2 separate regions of the Zea mays genome follow, and region 1 is linked to region 2. The links are chromatin contacts, called in public Hi-C maps. All regions are on one chromosome and are shown on one strand. Each heading gives the region's core, a stretch centred on a gene start, on an enhancer-like site or on the middle of the called end of the contact. The rest is flanking DNA. Distances are from core to core; before and after follow the strand shown.

Region 1 (5,580 bases), core at 2,675-5,174, 240 kb before region 2:
GATCTGTGGACAACCTGATTCAGGTATCCAACAGGAAAGCTAACCCACCATCACTGCAAGTATAAACAAGGAAAGCAAACAGTAACATGCCCAATCAGGAGGTAGAATGACAGAGACAGACCCGTAACATGCCCACGCAGGAGCATCAGGATCACATCACCAACCATACAAAAGGACGCAGTTCATTCAGTTTCCAGAAAGCATATGGCCAGGACAGCATCAGCATGAGCAATTGCCAAAGAAAGCCCCAAGGCAATCCGAAGATGGTGCTTACGATTTTCGAAAGGGCAGATAGTGTTAAACTGCTTGGTACTTACTGTGTCTATATGCTCGCGGATGAAATCGACCAACTGCTGGCTTGACATGCAGTCCCTAATAACCCAGAGGATACTGCTGTTACTTCTGACAAAAGCAATAATCATGTTGAAGCAAGAACCCCTTGTTATCAGGGAGAAATTTACCAGATGCCATCGCATGCCAAAACAATGAATTCGTCGTCATCACATAGCTCGACCTGCACGAAAGAACAAAGTCAGAATAACAGTCAACAAGAAGGGAACGCTAACTCGGTAAACTGCATAGCAGGGGTGCGAGACAGCTGCAGAATTTGCTCACAATGTTTATGTCGGGGTTCGCAGTCAGGATTTGCTTATCGGGGGGCAAGAACTTGTTTTGTTTGAACTTCATGTCTCCTGAAAAGGCATTTGGCATATGCAAGCAAGACCATCAGGTAAGGTGTCAGGTACGAACGAGAAGAAGCGAGTGAAGAATACCGATAGCTCTTGACAAGTTTAGATTTCCATTTACACGCCCCATTAGAACGAAACCGCCTGCACTCCGTATCCTCTCTCTCTCTGCCTCGAGCTCTGGTTTATGGTCTCTAGACAAATTGTATGCCTGTGTTTTGTGGAAGAAGTGAAAAAAATGAGAGGATCACACGTGAACTTTATTTCGAAATATAGCACAACCTTTGTACCGTGTTGTTTTTAGTGCAACTGCTAGTCGGGTGGTAACCCCTCCTATTTCCTCAAAAAAGAAAAAGGAGTAACAACAACTGACCTGACCATTCCTTGAGATGACACAGCGGGAGTCACCAGCATTTGCCACAACGAGTTGCTTATTTCTGATCAAAGCTACACAGGCTGTACTCCCACAATTTGGCCCAGTAAAATCAGAGTGTGGTCCCTGATAAAATAAATTTCTATAAGACTACCTGGGTGGCTGGGTGCTTGAAATGTCCATTTCCAACAAAAGAACTCACAATAAAGAGAAGAGAAATGCCAAAAATTACTTTCCAGCATCACAAGACACTCCAATTCAGGAAATTGGAACCCACTCTTCTAGAGTGAGCATTGTTATGCAACACAACCATCAATTTTAGGTGTTACACGAATAGACTTCCTTCTTATGCACAGATATCATTTTCAAGAATCAAGAGTTAACATTGTTAGGCAGCACAGGAATCAGTTTTAAATGTTAGAAAACAATTATTCTTATGCATGCCCTTCTTAGATCCTAAACCATCAGTGTTGCACATCTACTCAAGAATCATAAGTCTGCTCTCACATGAATGATTTTAGCAAAAGATAAAGAGAAACAAACTTTATTAATGATAATCCAGTAATGCATCACTTTCAGAAAGAAATACAATGACTGCCAAATTAATACAAAAGGCAGATGGCATGCTCTCGATGACATAGTAACATGATTATAGAATTATGGATCCATGCCAGTTCCACGAGTACCTCCTCAAAAGCCCAATCATCATGTCTATCATTTGAATCACTTGCTTTAGGAGACCAAATTAAGCCTTCTATTATGCCACTAAACTGATTTATCTTATCTCCAAGTGCTTGAAGTTCCCGCCATCCTCTTTGACCTCGCATCATTTCATCCATTCTGAAACAACACAATCATAATTTCTGTTCACATCATTTGCTCCAAATTACCAATGAAGTGGTCAGAAGGTAGACATGCTAAAAAAGAAGCTATTATACCTGAAGTAAGCTCTGTGGACAGCAGCACCCAGGTCACCAGCTGCATAGGCTTCACTCCTGAGAACTTCTCTGTGTAGATATTTTGCACAGAATTTGGCGACTACTTTTCCTGAGACAAAAAAGCAATATGGAGTCAATGGCCCACTTTGGTATGATGTGGAATCAACCATAGATGCTGAAAAGGCACTGTTCTTTGCATTTAGTTACCTCCATGTCCATCAAAAACACCAAAAAACGCAGTGTCATTGTCGAGATCTAGCAAAGCCGAGTGCTGGAAAATTGCATAGAGGCTTAGAAATTGCATAGGATACTGAACAAACACGATCATAATAAACTAATAAAAAATTATGAGATTCCAACCTCTCAGATAAATCATATCAAGAAGTGTATTAGTACTATGCTAAGAAAAAAGTCACAGCTTCTCCCTTAGCAGTTATACTCAACAAGATATCTCATGCACATTCAAAATTTCTCCTCTAAGTTGATTCCAGCCTTCAAGGTTGGAGTATAGCCAATCTTTCAGTATAATGTCAAACACAATGTTTAGATTATGAAGCATTAGCAATCCAACATCTGAAGAATATGGTGGTCTAAAAACAAAGAAAGAGATAATCCATTTTATGCCATTCTTAACATCAGGACAGGATATCACAGACAGAAACAAAAACTCACCATTCAACTCATGAATTAGCCCGGCTAAGTTCAACGAATAATTTATTCTTAAAGGCAAGTATTCGTTTTAGTTCAAAATTCAACAAACACAAGACACCACTTCTCTCAGGTGCATAGCTCTGCTATGAATTACAGTCAGTAGCCAGGTATCTCCTAAGCTATTTATATAATAATGTATGTGGTTGTCCACCAGTACCCTTCACTCTATTCAAAAAATACAGCAATACTACCTCCGTTCTCAAATATTTGCCGCCCGCTAGTTCATTTTTGCACTAAACCGTGACAAATAAAAAAGAACGGAGGGAGTACTATTTGTGAAAAGACTTTGCACCAATATTTGGTAGTTCTTTATTCTCTACTTCCTAGGACATTCTACAAGTTTCCATATAAGCACACCCAGTAACCTGGACATTGAAAGCACATTTATTTTTGGCGAATCAGACTCTTCACACCCAATTGGATTCCAAGTCACAATTGGGAAGTTGAGTAAAATCATGCTGAGTTGGATATCCGAGTCTGAGTCGGATTCCATCACTTGTGTCGGTGTGTCAGTATCCAGGTAAGACGCATAAGGCTAGGAACAAGCAACAAAGAAAATCACAAGAAGCAAATGTAAATGATGAATAGAAACTTACAGCATCTTCCATAGTTGTACGCCACCCTTGCATAGATGAAACTCCGAATTTAAGTTTATCATTTTCCCCATCTTCGGATACCTTCTCAGTTTTCGGAGTGCTAAGGTAAACCCCCATTCTTCCAAATGTACCAGGCAGACAGAACACGACAGATAGAAAAGGATCTGCTGCTCAATAACAAGCTATCCATATTATTTTCAAAAGTAAACCATGAAACAATTCAATGGTGCTACTGCTACAAGTATGCAGCAGACTGCAGAATACAAACCTAAATTGAAGCAACCCGCATGAATTGTGCAACGGATTAAGGAAATCCCAAAAAAATAGAAAATTTAAGTTAGTAGGCACAATACATGTGTACACTTGCAATTGTGCCAGATTCAAATACAAGTAGCTTGCTTTAGGGTTTCGATGCTCGCTTTCGAACTGCAGGAAGGACGAGAAGGGGCGACCGGACCTGCTGGCTGCTGGGCGCCAGTCGACGGCGAAGGGGACGTCGAAGACCTGGCAAAGGGAGGCGCTAGTCGCCGGCTAACGGGCCGACGGACCTGGCAAAGGGCGCCGGCGCTCGCCCGCTCAGTCGTCAACAGGAAATGAAGGCAGCCAGAGGTGTGAACGCCAGAACGGGACGAAGCAAGCAGCGGACATTTTTATTTTTAATAAACATATATTTTTCTATATCAGTGAGGAGTACATTGACTACATGGAATTTGGCAATCGTTAAACCGTAGCAGTAGCGATTAATCCGGATATTTATTTGGAGGTTAAATATTTTGTCTTTTTTGAATTAAAAAAGAAAAAAATGCTATGTAAATATTTTTTGTTTTTAGCATAAAATATAAAATCTCAAACTTGTCCTATATCTTCTCGTATCTTCTCAAATGATAGATGTAAAATTTAGATACGAATTCAAATGTATCTTTTTGTTATAGGGAGCAAATGAATGTCATATACTCATATCTATTATAGGACTCATCCCTACACCGTAGAATCGAGAACGTATCTGAAGTTTGGGATCCTTTTCTAAATCGAAGGACCGAGAAGATGTGGGGGCATAACTAATACTTTCTCTGAGCTGATTTATAATTTGTTTGGTATTTTTACGCAAGTTTAATCGTCTCACCTTATTCAAAAAAAATGTTAGTTTGACTGACTGGGTTCTACTTCTCCTTCACCTACTAGAGCTATTGATCATTTTTCACTTGCCAAATTTACCGTGTTCAAGTCCAAGTTGTTCTGCTGCTCAGTGACTATCAGCAGCCAGACAAGACCACGCCCTTCTTCAAGGAGTATTCCTTGAATATTACCCGCGAGCCGCAACACGCTCGTGATCTCCTTGAAGCCATCGAATCGAGTAGCATTTGTCAACGCAATTGACGTGGTCTCTATCCCAGGTGATCTCATCGCTGATAGTGCACAGATGGTCAACCCTGTTCAGCAGTACAGTGGTTTGTCTACACAGCCACTGGAGACGGTGTGTCGGGTCAACATGGGTGGTCCGAAGATCACTCCTGACAAGTGACAATGATACCCTCTCGAGGACCTGGGTGACTTAACGAAAATACTCGTTGAACCAAGCTGTGACCAAAGAGGTTTCTTATGGCAAGAGTGGAGCAACTCAGCTGATAGCCCCTGATATTGTCTATGGTACACCTACAGAGCCAGCATCAAAGACATCTAATGCTCTTTTCAACATGACAATGGCAGTTTGATGTGGATGCTGGATTCAGCTATTTGGTAAGGTTCCACTTCGGGGGGAGGGACATTGACAAGATGGAAGTTGAACTCACCAGTGTAGATCCTTTTGCCACAACATATTGTCTATGCCCCTAAGCATGATTACCACCTAAGTACTAAAAATCATTAGACACATCCCCCGCAGTCAGGCAGGGTTGAATCACGATTCGCCCGAAACCCCGCTCGTCAGTCGCTCAAAACTCCGCCTCGCTCGAGCCCATCCTCGGGCGAAAGCAGCGCTCGGGAGAAATCCTCGTTTCGCGCGAGGGCCCCTCTTCATGGAATGGCAGTTTCCATCTCACCTGAGCCCATCTCGGATAGGAGGACAGCCCCGAGCCCAACCTCAGTCAAATGTCATAGGAACCGTGGAGACGTGCATATTAAATGCGACGATTCGTCACGCAGTCAAACAGGGAGCGATGGGACCACGGTCCCATCCACTTTCACCAACTACGATGATGCACGCCCAAGAATAACGAACATTGTTCCCCCACTCCGGTCACTGTTCCCGAACAACTCCGGATGGGACATGCACGTAT
Region 2 (6,444 bases), core at 126-2,625:
AAGAATTATGAATTTGCGTGTAAAAAAGAAATCATATATTGCGGATGTACTGTAACTTAATTAATCTAGCTAGATCAGCTAGGTAGCTATAATATACTTAGGACACATCTGCAATGCCCCCCTTTGCTGGTACCAACGTATCTCGGTCTCCATATTAATTTACTGTCGTTGCAAAAGAGGCGAAGCTAGGACGATAGATAAACATTGGGATACATTCTCATCAACTTAGGTCCTATTTAGAAGCACCTAGTTTTTAAAAAACTGGTTCGTACGATCTAATTTATAGAAATTAGATGTTCAGTTTCTTAAAACCAAAAAACTTGTCTTTCCTAGCTAAAAGATAAAAAACTGATTTATTAAAAATCGGGTTACTTTCAAACATGACTTTATTAATTGCTTTTGGTTTTCGTTTTGGGGTCTGCCAATGATCAATGCACAACCTTTCAGAGAAATAATCAGTGCGCAAGCAATCATTCCTGGACAGTTCTAGTAGATGACCTCTTCCTCGGGCCACCGCATATATAGTGTCCATCCACGGATGGGGGGGGGGGGGGGGGGGGGGGCAACAATTAATGCAACCAATCGACAGTTGGTACGACAAACTACTCAAGTGTACTAGCTGTGCAAACTTCTTTTTTTCTCAAAAGCAATGCAAGATGATCCTTTATTTCAGATCAGATTTCAAAACCACGAACTGCGCAGAGCATGGGGATCAGGATCAAGATCAGCCCCCTTTGTGTGTTTTATCCTACACTATATACGCAAAGCCTTCAGGCCTCCAGCTTGCTTATCTGTTTCATCAGTCATCATGCCATGGTGTTTGGTTAATTACACCCCCAATTTAACTAACATACGAGTTAAAAGGACAAGGAATCACCCATCTTATCTTATCTGCCTAAGCACCAACATATACGTAATGTAAGGCCAAAGTTAGCATTTGGCAACATAAAACCCTTTTCCATTGGTCCTTTATTATTTTTCCCTCTTGACATCAACTTTACAAACACTAACATATAGAGCTCGCGCTAACATTATGATCCTGTGGAGGAGTCGAGAGGGATCACCTACGACAACGAGAGTGAGGATGAAAGGGATGAAGGGTAATTCAAATAATATTGTCTATTAAATTTAAGTGAGTAAGAGAGATAAAATTATAAAATATTCTAACTGTTGGTTTTGATGGTGTGTTAAATATGTGTGCAATTTGTTTGATATATTTAATAAATGTTATAGGTGTCGGGTGATTCGGTTAAGTGTGTTTTGCAAAGTTTAAACCGCTGGTATATATTTTCTTAGTAAGCTTCTCTGCATTGACGAGTCTCTATAAATAGACCCCGTTCCCTCTCACCGTCTCCGTAGCGCCTCCAAGAACAAAAGCATTCCTGATCTATATCCCCAACTCACTCGTAACTCGTAAGTCATAACAAGACAGCAAGCAAGGGAAGAACACCAGGTCACCAGCTAGGCGTACGTGCGGTGGGTGGGTGCAACCGTACGTGCAAGACTGCAAGCGAGCAGCTTACACTACACCGCGCCATGATGAGGCCAGGAGCGGAGTCGTTCCCGACCACGAGCCACGGCGCGCCCATGGCGGCGCCCAACTCCCCGTGGCAGTCGCCGGTGCCGTACCTGTTCGGCGGGCTGGCGGCGATGCTGGGGCTCATAGCCTTGGCGCTGCTCATCCTGGCCTGCTCCTACTGGAAGCTGTCCGGGTACCTCGACGCGGGGCGCGACCAGCGGGCCGCCGGAGAAGCTGGCGGCGCCGGCGCCGGCGCCGACGGGGAGAAGGGCTCGGCGACCGGCGCGGCCAGGCCGGCGGCGGGGGTCCGGGAGCACGTGGTGGTCATCATGGCCGGCGAGGACTGGCCCACCTTCCTCGCCACACCCGCGGCCAGCCGGGCCGTCGCGGAGCTCGGAGCCGACGCCGGCACCGTGAGCCGGAGCAGCGCGAGCGCGATGGCGCTGGCCGAGTGAATCGTTCGTTTTTTTTGGTCGTCGTCCCGGTTCTCAGTCCTCTTGCTGGAGCGGTGTGTTAGATTTAGCTGCCGGTGGTGTAGATTGTAGACGTGATTGGTTGAGACTGGGGGTGTAATTAATGGGCCGGGGGAGAAGAAACTTGGATGCGAGTTCTGATCTGCCGACTTCGCCATTATTGTTGGAAGAAGAATCGGCCAGAGAAAGCAGTGATCTCCAGAGGTTCAGACTTGAGAATTGTGAGACAATGCAGCAGAGTTCCTGATAGGCCATGCTGCCCGGCCCTGCTGCCCCTGCTGTGCTAGCTGTCGACCCCATGGCCCATGGCCCATGCACAATTGCTGTGCTAGCAGTCCAGCAGGGGCACTCGTACTCTGTTCGCGCGTCACCTTTCCTGCAACAAGTAGTTTGCCAGCCTCACTGCCTAGCTTGTTGCAACAAAAAATGCGCCCAAGACGGGATCGTGATCATAATAGCCTAGAGGTCAGGGAGCTGAGGAGGCAGTGTCCCCCTAGTGCAACCCGGCCGGAGCTGGATCTCACCGGCGTTACTGCCTGGTAATGGTAGTGACAAACTGACAATTGATAATTTCCCAGGGGAGAATCTGCCATTTGCCAGGTCGCGTGGTGCCCTGAAGTCTGAACTCTGAAGAACACGTACTGTACTAGCTTGCGAGAGGGCATGAAATGGATAGCTCGATGCTGATTCCTTAGTACGTAGTGAGTAGATTCCGTAAATATCGTGGAAGGGGGCACCTGAATGAAGCACGATGGGAATTTGGTTAGGAGCTGGGACGGCCCTGCTGGATCAGATTCAGATGCCCTGCGCTGCGCCCATATGTGTGGAGGATTCGATTCCCCTTGTTGCCTCCACACTCGGGTCCGTCCTCATCCTTGCCGGGTTCTACTTTCGTCATGTTTCGAGGGTTACTTCTCGTGGATCGTGTTGAGAACCAGACGATGTGTCGGTGTTCGGTATTTTCACCAGATGTGTTATGCATAGAGAGTTGATGCTCACAGGTCACCAGACTAGGCAGAGTGCGGTTGTAACAGCTAATTTGTTTGCTTAGAGATAATTCATACCCTCCAACTCGGCCACACGACACGAAATCTCTTGCCCATTTAAACTAATGAACTAAGCATTTGAGAGTGAGTAAAAAATATAACAGAGAAACACGCTAGATGGGAAACTACAGTATGGTATATCCCTGTAAAAGCAGACAAGGATGAAGTTAGATCCCAATGGTATATATCACTGTAAAAAGCAGACAAGGAATGAAGTTAGATTCATGCAGAGAGAATGTCTGCACGACCCAATGGCTTAGCTTCGACAACAACTCACAAAGGTGGAACATAAATGAATTTATCACCGAAGAATCGATCGGGTTTCAAATTTGTCAAGGCCACAGTCAACGATATATAGTGGGGACGAACAAAATTTTTCATAGCATGAGTTGTCCATGTCACCTTACAACTATGTCACCCACATAAAAAAAAATAGGTTTAACAGCCTGAGCTTTGAAAATATGCAGCGGGTCCACTCATCTTTAGTAGTACAAACAAATACTCCCGTAGTGGTGTGTGTGTCAAACATGAACTCGTTCCTTTTTTCCTGCTCCGAGATCCATTCCATTCGTCCTGTAATCAATATTAAATAATGTCAAACACAATTGAAATGCGAAACATCAGTGACCCTTATACAACATGATGATGGCATTCAACAAAAGTTATAGGTTACACTGTAGTGTCTGGTGTGGACCAAACTGCTTGACAAAACAGTACTGGGCACAACATGAATCTAGCTATACAGATGTTACTTATTATGCCTTGGAGATTTGTGATGTCTAAAGTCTAAAACAGGTTTAACTAAACGGTCTCCATGCCCCTAACACACAAAAATCAAACTTGATTATTACTAGTTGCTCCAAACAGATCTGCTAATCATTAACAGAAGAACTGCCAACTATTAGTTCCACTAGCAGTTTTGGAGTTGCTAATAGATGTTAATAGTTCATATACACCTCCGACTCACTATCCAACCACCTATTAATGAAAAAATAGCTAAGCTAAACTTAGTGCTAATGATCAACGAATCCAAGCAGGCCCTAATTCACCCAAGCAAAAACACATCCAAAGCTCAAATCAGCCACTCAACTGATGAAATTCTTTTAAAGTTCACCAACATCCAGCTTATTATCCTCATAAATCTTATGCACATAGTAACTCAATCACTTCTCACTAATCCTCTTTTTGGGAGGCAAGGTTGGTTGCCCCATAAACAAATTTAAAAAAAGGGAAATTTGGATCCATACCATTAAAAGATCACCACTTTGGATCCATACCATTACTATCTCACTTACATGTGGGTCCACATGAGTCAATGACATGTGGGATCCATGGTATATATCTAAAGTTTGGATCTTTTAATGGTATAGATCCAATTGTTCCTTAAAAAAAATAAAACTTGTGTGCTGTGCTCCCAATCAATAGAATCAATACTCCCCATTCCTTCCAGCAGCACTCACTAGTTCTCAATTCCACATGGAAGGACCTTAATCCAACCACAGCGCTAGGTTTGCAACAAATTTCATAGCCGGATTTCAATCCCCAATCTTAATGCACACAAATTTCATAGCTACCGACTGTTCCAAAACGAGACATGTAACGGAGGGCTTCAGAAGGCGAAATTTCAGAGCGGCTACAGGAACTCCAGGGAAACTGGGGCCTCACCATCTAGCCTCGAACGGGCCACATCAGGCGACGGCGACTGGGCTCGGGGACGGCTTGTGGGTCGGCTCCTTGGAGTCGGCGAAATCCTCGGCGTTGTAGACGACGGTGAGGAAGAGGGAGCACGAGGGGCAGCGCGCAATCTCCTCCCCGAGGCGGAGGTCGTCGAGCGTGATCTGGAAGAGGTCGCCGCAGGGGCACGGGTACGTGTACGCCTTCAGCTCCGCGTTCCACTCCATGTCCTCGATCTCCACCTCGTCGTACGCCGACATCTCGCCGCGGCGAAACCCTAGCTCCTCCGACCGTGCTCGGAAGACGTGTCAGTGTTTCCCGCCGCCGCAAAGAGGCAGTTGCGTGAGGGTTAGGGGCTTAGGGCGGTGGTGGGCGGTTGCTAATGTTCTGAATACCTCTTGTTCTAAAGTAGTCTCTCAGTTTATTCTAAGTCAAACTATTTAAAACTTTGACCAATAATATATATAATTAAATTATTTTAAATTAAATGAATTATATATTGTGATAGTTTAGGTCACCTAATAAATCTAACTAATAACTTTACTTTTATGTTGTAAAATTTTACAAAACAACTTGATAACTGATCAAAATTAATAATGATTGACTTCGGAGGAGGAAGTAGTATTTTAGAAGCCATAGAATATACCTTAATTACAGATAGCATGGTTGATATAGTGCATATAAGTTTTCAGTACTGAGTGCCTCCAAAGGAGAGATATTTACTAGACCAACTGTAAGTGAACACAAGTCACATGAACCTTCATCTATCAATGCTGGCACAAATGTTATTCGCAAGTGGTGTGGTTGGTTGCCACACAATGATACACTACAATAAAACAGTACAAGTCCGATGACTCGTTTATGTCCGACGGTCGTCTAGGGAACCGTCGGACATAAGCTTATATCCGACGGCTACTGGCGGCCGTCGGATATAATGCGGGATATCCGAGTGCTAGCAGGCAGGCCGTCAGACATAAGCTAGCCGTCGGACATAAGCTTATGTCCGACGGTCTACGAGGGGGTCGTCGGACATAAGCGAATTTAACCGACGGCCCGCGTCCGCGTCGGTTCATTCTGGCTTCTCTCCCGCTCGCTCGCATATGCAACACCGCCACCGCCGGCAGTGGCGGAGGAGCCATTATGGCTTAGTGTGGTATCAGTCATACCTTACTTTTAAAAACTCTTATATCTTCTACTATAACCACAAAACAAGACACAGTGTAGTGGATGTGTTGCCTTGATTCTAGTAGGAGGTCTTGAGTTTGATTCAAGGTTTTATTTTTTTCAGCCATACCATATTTTTTGTTTGCCCTCCGCTACTGGCCGTCGGGGAAACAACGTCGCCGCCGAGTCGCCGCCGTCGCCCGGCACCGCCACCCAAGCCACTCCTGGCGTCCTCTCGCCCTGCCTCGACGCCCAGCCCGCGCCCGAGCCTCTGCCCCCATCGCCCGGTAACTCCACCACCGCCTAAGCAACACCGGAGCCGCCCCGACGCAGCCCACGGCCGCCGGAGCCTCTGCCCCCGACCCCGCCGACGCTCGCTTCACCGTCTCATCGTCCGACAAAGTGAGTAATTTTATAATTTTTAGTATAATTTTGTATATGCATATATATTGTTTGCTAGTAGTAATGTTTAGTTTTGTTATGTCCGACGGCTTGATTTAATTATGCAATTAAATTAGCTTGTTTTAATTTATTTATTAGTGGCTATATAATTTAAACTTTTAATTTC

What was found. Hi-C and Micro-C count contacts between places; a contact is called where the count stands out from the background.
Region 1: a contact with region 2 is called in a Hi-C map of leaf mesophyll, with 4 times the contacts expected there. The contact joins the promoter of LOC100272962 here to the promoter of LOC111258522 in region 2. A contact is called at or near these places in 5 of 25 Hi-C or Micro-C datasets (ear, leaf, leaf mesophyll and 2 more).

The regions. Positions count from the first base shown.
Region 1 is chr6:105,421,717-105,427,296 of Zm-B73-REFERENCE-NAM-5.0, reverse strand. LOC100272962 reads right to left here and starts at 3,924. Exons shown (of 11, transcript NM_001147414.1): 1 at 3,305-3,924; 2 at 2,205-2,268; 3 at 1,998-2,106; 4 at 1,746-1,899; 5 at 1,060-1,185; 6 at 774-897; 7 at 616-692; 8 at 462-514; 9 at 318-372. The coding sequence starts at 3,421.
Region 2 is chr6:105,180,823-105,187,266 of Zm-B73-REFERENCE-NAM-5.0, reverse strand. LOC111258522 reads left to right here and starts at 1,375. Exons shown (of 1, transcript NM_001357059.1): 1 at 1,375-2,892. The coding sequence starts at 1,537. The coding sequence ends at 1,974. LOC100286315 (diphthamide biosynthesis protein 3) reads right to left here and starts at 5,105. Exons shown (of 2, transcript NM_001159202.1): 1 at 4,704-5,105; 2 at 3,319-3,611. The coding sequence starts at 4,972. The coding sequence ends at 4,727.